Regions from separate parts of the Mus musculus genome. Here region 1 is linked to region 2. Evidence: chromatin contacts called from public HiChIP or PLAC-seq data. All regions are on one chromosome and are shown on one strand. The core of a region is the stretch at or near the end of the contact, and the rest is flanking DNA. Distances in the headings are between cores, read along the strand shown.

Evidence for each region. HiChIP or PLAC-seq counts read pairs in DNA pulled down with a chosen protein or histone mark.
Region 1: a contact with region 2 is called in an H3K27ac HiChIP or PLAC-seq map of embryonic stem cells, with 18 read pairs. The contact joins the promoter of Slc25a5 here to the enhancer-like site in region 2. A contact is called at or near these places in 3 of 39 promoter capture datasets (liver and pre-B cells), 1 of 15 datasets of contacts at CTCF or cohesin (embryonic stem cells), 9 of 484 Hi-C or Micro-C datasets (the N1E-115 cell line, cerebral cortex, embryonic stem cells and 4 more), 4 of 115 datasets of contacts at active chromatin or transcription factors (embryonic stem cells, intestinal villus epithelium and microglia) and 3 of 9 other capture datasets (adipose tissue, liver and pancreatic islet).

Annotation. Positions count from the first base shown.
Region 1 is chrX:36,793,249-36,798,154 of GRCm38.p6, forward strand. Slc25a5 (solute carrier family 25 (mitochondrial carrier, adenine nucleotide translocator), member 5) reads left to right here and starts at 2,349. Exons shown (of 4, transcript NM_007451.4): 1 at 2,349-2,593; 2 at 3,595-4,081; 3 at 4,488-4,628. The coding sequence starts at 2,483.
Region 2 is chrX:36,831,726-36,837,373 of GRCm38.p6, forward strand. It overlaps a transcript of C330007P06Rik not described here. Among named protein-coding and RNA genes, the nearest start is that of Mdrl, 17 kb to the left of the region's middle. Within about 2 kb of position 2,041, at least 45 of the 459 cell types and tissues checked have an H3K27ac peak or open chromatin away from gene starts, as enhancers often do. A contact at or near this core is called in the N1E-115 cell line and embryonic stem cells, where this site is marked.

The DNA of each region.
Region 1 (4,906 bases), core at 1,099-3,598, 38 kb before region 2:
GCAGCTTTTTCTCATATGTAGAATCTGGGTTTAAATGTGTCTGTGTGTGTGTACATAAATGGCACAAATGTATAAAGGAAGATGGTAAAGGAAGATGGTAGGAACCAGTGAAAGGGAGTAATGAGGGGTAGATATGAGCAACCTATATGACAGACATGTGTAAAGAGGTGATGATGGAACTCATTATTACTATGCTATTAGTATCAAATAAAAACCTAGGGGCTGGGATTGTAGCTCCGCACTAGAGCACAGGTCTCACATGCAAGTAGTAGACATACTGGCTCAAATAAGGTAGTTCACAGAAACTTCTAAGGAAAAGGAGAATGTGCCTTGGAACCCCTATATGGAATGTGTCCATGATTTTGTATTGTTAAGTAGCTTGGAGCTAACAAGTAACAAACTCTACCCTTAGAAGGGCCTGAAACCCTCGAGGAAGCTGTAAGTGGACAGATATAGAGGTAGGAGAGGGCAAGTGACTGTGCTGGCTAGTCTTATGTCAACTTGACACAAGCTGGCGTCATCTGAGAAGGAAAGCTCAGTTGAGAAAATGCCTTCACCAGGCTGACCCTTGGGTAACCCTGTGGTGCACTTTCTTGTTTGATGATTGATATGAGTAGGCCCGGCTCATTGTGGGTGGGGCCACCACTGGGCTGGTGGGCATGCTACAAGAAAACATGCTGAGCAAGCCATTGGGAGCAAGCCAGTAAGCAGTTCTCCTCCAAAGCCTCTGCAACACCTGCCTCTAGGTTTCCTATCTGAGTTCTTGCTTACAGCTTGGACTACATGCTGTAAGATGAAATAAGCCTGGGCTGCGGAGATGGCTCAGCGGTTAAGAGCACTGACTGCTCTTCCAGAGGTCCTGAGTTCAAATCCCAGCAACCACATGGTGGCTCACAACCATCTGTAATGAGATCTGATGCCCTCTTCTGGTGTGTTGAAGACAGCTACAGTATATTTACATATCACAAGTAAACCTTAAAAAAAGAGATGAAATAAGCCCTCTCTCCTGAAGTTGTTTTGGGTCACGGTGTTTTATCACAGAAATCAAAGAAGCCCTAACTAAAACATCTACTATGTCTTAAGCATGGACAGGTACACTGGCATTTCACCTTTGGGAATTTTGAAGGTTGGACACCTATGGGTCAGATGCAGCTAAGTTTTCAACTGACGCCTTTATTTCTATAAAATAAACACTGGTTGTTTAGAAAGCAGTTTGGTGATCACATTATCTGCTTCTGTCCTGAACATGAGGGAGGATTCCTGATCTTCAGGTCGTTTGTAGCAAATATTTACTCGGCTCAGCATTAAGGGGCTCAGGGAACACAGGTCCATTGCCACTACCGTGGGAGTTCAGCAATCTAACAATCGAAGAGCACTTTACTTGGTGTCTGGAGTCAACTGCCAACTGCAATGTTAACCTTTTCAGCCTCTTATCCTTCTGGGTGTGCTCTGTATTTGGCTTCCAATTAAAATGATTTCCTCACCTTGAGTCTGTCCTTTGGACTTTCCAAGGCCAATTCCCTGAAAGATCTTTGTTAAGCTATTTGCAAACCAGTCTGGGGTATGCTGCCAGGATCGCACCCTGCTGGTAGGTACCTCAGTCTGGGGTATGCTGCCGGGATCGCATCCTGCTGGTAGGTACCTCAGTTTTCTCTGGCTCTGAAGACATTGTTCAAAGCAGTGTCAGGTCTAGGTAGTGAAGTTCACAGAACTTGACACAGAACCCCTCAGCCACCAAGATAAATGAATTTCATGTATAATGTGATGTTTTAAAAACTCAAAACCAATGCAAAAATCCTTGGATTGTTAATGTTAAGAACTTGACAGACAGGGATCCCATCCTGTACTAGTATGACCTTGGTTCATGTACCTCACTGTAATTCCAGTCCTGGTTCTACAATTAATTTTCGTTACAAAAATGGGTGAGTGAACTGCAGACCTTAAGTGTGTTTGAATGAAATCGATTAACATACCATTAGATATTTATCTCGATTCCTTAAGTTTGGGGAGGTTTTGTCTGTCTGAATCGTCTTCACCCTAGGCCTGGGTTGGTTTTTCTTGTTTTTTGTTTGTTTGTTTGTTTGTTTGTTTGTTTGTTTTGCTTGTCTTGTCGTTTGGGCACTTATCTTCACCCTTCCTCGCTATTCCCTGACACTTCTTAGGGTCCAGGTCCCCCAGTTGTAGGTACTCCTTGCAGCCTTTTCTTACTCTGGCCTGATCAGGTGCCAAGGGCAAGCGAGGCTGACAGGGCGACCTCCCAGGCTCCTCCCGCGTGTCCCGAGCCACTCAGCAGCTCTGCCATTCCGCGCGCCAGTACTGGGCGCCCGCCTTGGCCCGCCCCTTACGCCGGCAGCTCACCGCCTGGCTGCCGCTATATAAGTCGGCCATTTGCTTTGCTCCGCCCCAGAGCCCGGGAGTCAAAGCCGGTTGTCAACCCAGCCCTGTCCCGCACTCGCCTGCCTCTTCTTTTTTTGCTTTCAACATGACAGATGCCGCTGTGTCCTTCGCCAAGGACTTCTTGGCCGGTGGAGTGGCCGCAGCCATCTCCAAGACAGCGGTAGCACCCATCGAGAGGGTCAAGCTGCTGCTGCAGGTACGTTCTGAGATCGAGGGGCCCAGGCAGGAAGTAAAGGATCTGCACAGAAAGGGGGTACCCTAGCGGAAAAGTGGGGCTCAGTCTTTAGATTTGGGGGCAAGGTGAAGGCCGGGCCTAGCCAGTGTCAGATCGAAAGGCAACCGGGAGGAAGGCGCCTTTAAGGACCTGGAGTTTGAGTGTCGCAAGTGGTCGGGACCAGAGGGACCAGAGGCGCTCAGGGCCATCCCCGGCACAGAGAACTAGGATGGGGTTGCCCGAGAGGCTCTGTCTAGCCCGGATTTAGAGGCAAGGGCAATAGGCCTGAAAGCAGGCGCTGGAAAACAGAGTACCTGGCCTGACCGAAAACCTCAAGGTCACGGCAAGGAGATTACAGCTTTGGGCAGGCCACGCGGACCGGTTCTGCGGCCACGCAGCCGGCGAACAACGCGGTGTGGGCTCGCCGGCCGGCAGGCCGGAAGTGGACGCCGGGAAGAGCATGTGCCGGCTACGTCCGCCCCCGCGCAGCCCCTCGCCAGCCTTCCTGCCGCGCGCTCGCCGCGCACTGCCTCTAGGGGGCGCTCGCGGGCGAGCGTTTAGTCGTCGTCACCGCCACCCCTCCCGACAGGAGTGGGGGTGGGGCGGAAAGGGAGCAGCTCCGGAGACTAGAGAAGTTGACTGGTCACCAAGGTGACCGTGTCCTATGCAGGTCCCACCCTAATGCTTCTGAACCTGATCTGGAAGGAATGACCTTTCTTCCTGGTCTAAAGGTCATAGGTACGCTTGAGGGTGCCTCACTCACAGAAGTCGAGACTTACTACTTCTGATGGTGCTGCTCAATTCTTAAACACTTCCCCTACGCCCCCCAGTAGTGTCAGCAGTTAGAATTGTCCAGCTCATGTGATTCTGAAAGCTAGATTTGGAGAAAGGGGAACGAACCTTAACGATTTTATGTGTGTGTTCTTCCCTTTCCCCTTCTCTGTGATTATAACTGTCCCTATTGCCTTCTTCCTATCCATCAGGTGCAGCATGCCAGCAAGCAAATCACGGCAGATAAGCAATACAAGGGCATCATAGACTGCGTGGTTCGTATCCCCAAGGAACAGGGAGTCCTGTCCTTCTGGCGTGGGAACCTGGCCAATGTCATCAGATACTTCCCCACCCAGGCTCTCAACTTTGCCTTCAAAGATAAATACAAGCAGATCTTTCTGGGTGGTGTGGACAAGAGGACCCAGTTCTGGCGCTACTTTGCAGGGAACCTGGCATCAGGTGGTGCCGCTGGGGCTACATCCTTGTGCTTTGTGTACCCTCTTGATTTTGCCCGTACCCGTCTAGCAGCTGATGTGGGCAAAGCTGGAGCTGAAAGGGAATTCAAAGGCCTTGGTGACTGCCTGGTTAAGATCTACAAATCTGATGGGATTAAGGGCCTGTACCAAGGCTTTAATGTGTCAGTACAGGGCATTATCATCTACCGAGCTGCCTACTTTGGTATCTATGACACTGCAAAGGGTAAGTTTGCTATTTGCTTAGAGGCTGTGGGAGATGTGGGTACTTATTTGCAGTTATAGGAACTCAACCTAGGGCCTTGTGCATGCTAATCTAGTGCTGAGCTGTATCCCCAAACCCCAGGTTCCTATTTTTTCCTCCTCTTTGGGACAGGGTCTCACTGTGTATCCCTGGCTAGCCTAGAACCCAGTATGTAGACCAGGCTACCCATTCATAGCCATCCACCTTAAGACAGGGTAGCAAGGTCTTGCACCAATATAACAGAAGCCCACCACTCATTTTGTTTTTAATTGCTGAAGGAAGCCAGATTCTTCAAGTGTGAAGCTTGTGGTAGATAAAATGTTAGTTGGTTATAGTAAATAGGTCAGCAAAACTACATTTTGATTTTTTTTAATCTCTTATTTTTCAGGAATGCTCCCAGATCCCAAGAATACTCACATCTTCATCAGCTGGATGATTGCACAGTCTGTCACTGCTGTCGCTGGCCTGACTTCCTATCCTTTTGACACGGTTCGCCGTCGTATGATGATGCAGTCTGGACGCAAAGGAAGTAAGTTCGGCTTGATCGTAAGATAAAAAGTCATGGGAGTGAGGCAAGTTATGGCCAAAAATGAGTGGGTGGCTGCCTTTAATAACTACAGTCTAGGGCTAGAGATACAGCTCGGTGGTAGAGCATTAGCCCACCGTACTCAAGGCCCTATATTCAATCTCCAGTGTCATTGAAATGCTGTAGGCTCTGAAGGGGTGATGGACAGCATCCATGTTGTCTGCACAAGTGCCTGTGAGCAAACAGCCCTTTAGATGCCTATGACATGGCTGTCCCTGTTC
Region 2 (5,648 bases), core at 791-3,290:
GCCTTAGAGTATTTGGGACCATGCAAGTCTGTCACAGGCCATAGACAGGATGTTTCTGCAGCACTAAATTGTGAGACAGGAGCATCTGTCTTCCGTCTCTCATCACAGCCCTTGTTCCCTCCCTCCCCCCTTCCTTCTCATTCATACTTCAATGACTCATTTATGCAACAAGCACTTACTTGAGTGATAAAGCGCACGCCAAACCCTGTACTGGGTTCTGGCATGAAACCGCTGGCTTCAAGGAATTCAAATTGAGAGGTACCAGGGAGGGAGTGCTAAGTTCACTAGATGTCTGTGAAGAGGAGGGACAGGGCAAGGGTCTAAATTAGCTTCTGAGAGTCTGGAAAGTTGGGAAAGGCATTCAAGGCTCTGTGGAGGAAGGAAAGTCAGCAGGGTTTAGGGTATTTTCCCAAAGCGGGAGGGCAGGTTCAAAGAAGGCCCTGGAATGACTTCAAGTAGTGAATTATAGCAGAATGGCAGGTGTGGTGAAGCCAGGTAGGTAAGGTAGGTTTGAGAGGGGTGGCAACAGATAGAAACCCTACTTCATTCTGAAGGCAGCAGGAAGCTACTGGAGACATTTTGAGCAGAGAACTGCCAGGATCCAGACTGCTTGCTTTAAAGCTGTGGTTCTCAACCTGTTTAATGCTGAAACCCTTTAATACAACTCCTCATATTGTGGCGACCCCAACTATAAAATCATTTTCATTGCTACTTCATAACCATAATTTTGCTACTGTTATGAATCATAATGGAAATACATGATATGCAGGATATTTGATATGTGGCCCTGTGAAAGGGTTGGTTGACCCAGAAGGGGCTGAGACCCATAGGTTGAGGACCACCTCTCTGGATGTGGCAGTGTAGCCGATGTGGTCTAGAAATACTGGCAGGGCAGAGGATTAAGGCAGGAGGAGGCTGCTGGCTCACATGGCTTTGAAACCTAACTAGGACATTAGGCAAGAAGAAATGCAGGAATCCGAGAGCCCTTAAAGAAGCAGAGCCACCAGGACAGGGTGGTTTGGGGAAGACGGTTATAAGAGGGAGGGATCATGCCAATGAAATCTGGTCTCTGGCTTGAGTAAGCGGGTACCAGGTAAGGTAGTAGCATTCACTGAAACAAAGAAGACATTCCGGGACAAGGGATAACGGAAGCTACTGTGGCTATGTGGGGTTGAAACACCTGTGGGTCAGTGGAGTGGAGATGACAAATAGTCACTTGAACATGAAAGTGTCTCACTCGGAAGCAGCAGCAAAACCTGAGCTGAAGATATATATCCATTTTGGCATCTTTCCTATGTGTTAATATCAAGGGGAGGGTAGCTGAGGCCACACCTATGAATGCAATCAATGGAAAGAGGGCAAAGAACAGAGCCTTGATGATCACAGGCAGTTAAGGACTAGAAAGTAAAGGGGGGGGTACTCCAAGTGTACCAACACTAGGGGAGGCTGAGACAGAAAGAAGCATTTGTAAATATAAGGTCAGTCTGGACTACATACTGAGACCACATTTCTGTCAACAAACAAAAAGGATAGTTAACCAGTAAAAAGGAGGAAATGGCAGAAGTGAGAAGGGGACTTTACTGAAAATCTATTCAAATTTGTACACCTAAGACAAATTTGACCCGTGAAAGGGTTGCCAGAAAGAGAGGAGTCAAGTGGTAAAGTCCGAGGAGAGGTGGGGGGACCTGTATCCGACATGGATGAATGTTGCCCCTGGGCTGCAGAAGGAGTTCACTGAGGAGCACGTGTCTTTCTTTTATTTATTTTTATTTTACCTGTCGCAATGTTTTGCCTACAAGCATGTCTGTGGACCAGGTGTATGCAGTACCAGAGGGGGCCAGAAGAGGGCGATAGATATCCTAAAACTGAATTGCAAATCGTTTATCCTTTATGTAGGGGCTTGAAAATCCCCACCCCAGGTCCTCTGCCGGAGCAGCAAGTGGTATTAACTACCGAGTCCTCTCTCCACCCCACCCCATCCCATCCCCATACAGACTCTCGGGTAATATCAGCCACAGGGGGTTTATCGGAGAGTTCTCAGGGGATTACCATGTGGGAAAGGATGCATAGAGACAGGCCTAAAGGAGCCAGGGGACTAGGGCCCAGGCTCCAGCTTTTGCGAAGCTCCGAAACTAGAAGACTGGGCTTCAGTCAGCCCGGTGGTTGTATACAGGCTACCGCGAGGAAACCGTGCCCTTGGGAAAGTGGTCCTCCTCAGCGGAGGCAGTCCCACAGGGGCCTGAGAGCGCAAGGCAGAGCTCTTAAGAGCAGCAAGGAAGCGCATCTCAGCATCCACCACAGGGAGGAAGAGAGTATTGTTGCACTGGTGTTGGTCTGAGGCGGAGGCATTCAGACTGTTAGACTGAATTCTGCTCTGAGAAAACAGAAAACAATCTTCCTGCTGAAAGGCTCAGGGTTGAGGGGCGCTGGCGGGAGGAGAATGGAATGGCTGCTTCAGGATACTGAAGGAGAGCTGACCAGGGACTCACAATGTGTTTGCCAAGGGGTATTGGTTTTTCTGTTGACTCTAGAGAATATATCATTCTAGCTGAATCAAACGGTTCAAATTCCTAGGCTCTCTTGTCTTGGGTCTCTCAGATTTCATTAGTTTGTACCAGGAAATGTCTATACTATTTCAAGGACAATTTATGGGTCTGTGTTTCTAAAAACCCCAAATCTTTACCTAAGGGATTTCCTGAACAAGAATTAAATTAACTATCACTATAGATTTTTCCTTGAGACAGGATCTCTCGTATTCTAGACTAGTTTCAAACTTGCTTTGTGTCTGACGAATGGCCTTGACCTTCTCATCCTCCTGCCTCCACCCCAGTGCGGGGATTACAGGCATGGGCCAGCAAGCATTCTTTATTTGCTGCTAGGGATCAACCCCAAGGCCTTGTGCCTGCTGGGCAAGCATGCTAGGAAGTGCGTCTCCTCTCCCTCTCCTATGACAGTTATTCTGATTACAATAATTACTGATGGTAAAGACAGCAACCTTGCTGATGGACAACAAAACCTGTGTACAGATTAAAACATTATAAACTGATTTAAAAACCTACCCCAGGCTTGACAATGAAGATAAACACTTGTCTACGAGGGATGAATAAACATTATAGGAGTCAGGATTAAACCTAATTGGTAGGCAGATACAATGCACAGGAAATGACAAAGGAACACTAATTATAAAGCTACAAAGAAAAAAAAAGCATTACTACGTGACAAAATAGAAAGTAGCAGGTGGCTCATTACCTATCAAAGTGACAACAGCCAGGTACGCTGTCTGTACAGGATTTATATACATGGTCATTCGAGACTTCACTGAGAAAATTCCTACTTATGGAGAAGTGGTTGTAATGAGAAATTCACTAGGATTGAAGCATGGCTAAGCATCCACATGTGTGCCTCATTTTTTCTTTATTGGGTATTTACATTTACATTTCCAATGCTATTCCAAAAGTCCCCCACATATTCCCCCACCCACCCAATCCCACTTCTTGGCCCTGTCGTTCCCCTGTACTGAGACAGATAAAGTTTGCACAACTAATGGGCCTCTCTTTCCACTGATGGCCGACTAGGCCATCTTTTGATTCATATGCAGCTAGAGACACGAGCTGGGGGGGGGTACTGGTTAGTTCATATTGTTGTTCCACCTATAGGGTTGCAGACCCCTTTAGCTCCTTGGTTACTTTCTCTAGCTCCTCCATTGTGGGCCCTGTGATCCATCCAATAGCTGACTGTGAGCATCCACTTCTGTGTTTGCTAGGCCCCGGCATAGTCTCACAAGAGACAGCTATATCAGGGTCCTTTCAGCAAAATCTTACTGGTGTATGCAATGGTGTCAGCGTTTGGTGGCTGATTATGGGATGGATCCCCGCGTATGGCAGTCTCTAGATGGTCCATCCTTTCGTCTCAGCTCTAAACTGTGTCTCTGTAACTCCTTCCATGGGTGTTTTGTTCCCAATTCTAAGAAGGGGCAAAGTGTCCAGTGTGCCTCATTCTTAAAGCCTACGTGTTACCCACGGGGAGCTATGAACAAGTAGCAACAACTTTTACTTTTTTTACTGTGCGTAGGTGTTTTGCCCGCACTTAGTGTGTGCACCACATGCATACCCCACTCTAATTCAGGCAGTCTGGCCTGCAAGTGTCCATGCTCTAAGCCATCATGTTCTGTATCAGTACGCCAAGGGACTCGGCTAGTCACTACCAATGGCACAGTGAACAAGATAGATATGGTCAATAAACAATTCCATCATGGCATAATGAGTTCTAGGACAGAGGGCCAGGAGGCTGTGCCTAGGCTCCCCTAAGCACCTCTGGGCTGGCTTCAAGAGAAGAAGCCAACAATTTACAGGAATTTATTTCTTGGGCACTAGATAGATCAAAGAAGCCAAACAGGGCCTGGCATGCTGTTGCACACATGCAATCCCAATCCTAAGGATGTTGGGGCAGGGAGATTATCTGTCTGAGGTCAGTCTGAGTACACAGACACACCAGTCTGGCCTACTTGAGAATCCATGCCCCCCCACCCGTGTGTGTGTGTGTGTGTGTGTGTGCGCGTGTGTGTGTGTCTCCACTAAACAGAAGTAAAATTCCTATTGCAAGGTAGACCTAGTTAGCTCCCACTATTGAGTCCTGGAAACCAAAGATCTATGAGTCTCTCACAGGAATGCAGCAGGAGGAAACAAGGGGTCATACAGTTTATGTGAGTCTGGCTGCCAATGCAGGAGGTATCAGAAATCAGACCCACAACTCTGTCTCCTCTTCCTGGAGAGAGTGTAAGCTCTCTAGGGGCAAGATTGAGGCCTGAAGCATTCTTCCTTTTATTGTTTTTGAATGTGTTGTTTGTCATATTAGTTACACTTACTTATGGAGGACTGCTGTATTTCAATACATGTTCTCAAATATGTAATGATCAAATCAAGGTAATTAGCACTGCCATCTCTTCAATTACTATACCCCCATGCTGGGAACATCTTTAACATCTTTAAACGCTACTCTCAACCTGCATCTTTCTCTATCATACAGATAGCTCAGCATCTGTCTGGCAGAGTCCTTGAGTTCAGAGGAGGAGGGAAGCACATCGCAGTGTGCCATGGGGAGGAAGAGGGAATTATTGCACTGATGTTGGTTAACAATCAGTGAGTGTATGTTTCACTCATTGAGCATCTACTGTGTTAGCAGCTAACTCTCCTTGGTTCTACCCCTCCACACCCCCACTCATCCCTATTTTTGCTGAACTCTGAGCTGAGAGCCAGGTAATAAATCACATGAGAAAAAAATATGCTTGGGCTTATAGGAAGAAAAAAAGAGAGAGAAAGCAAAAATAGGGACGTGATGAAATTTTAGATACAGTGGTCACCAAAGTCCTCAGAGAAAAAAATGATATTTTTGCAAAGACAGTGAAGACGTGAAGGGCGTGAGGGAAGAGGCTATGCCTGAGGGAATGGGTGAGGGAAAAGTGTTCCCGGAACTGCAATTGCAAAGGCCTCTCAAGGCAGGAATGTGCTTATTTGTTTGAAAGCCAGGGAGACCCCTGGGGCTGTAAAGGCCTGAGCAGGAGGAACTGTGGTCAGAAGGAAGTAGAGATTGTATCTGGTGCCTGGGAGCAGAGGAACCAAACCGGTTCCACGAGAAAAGGTGACAGAAAG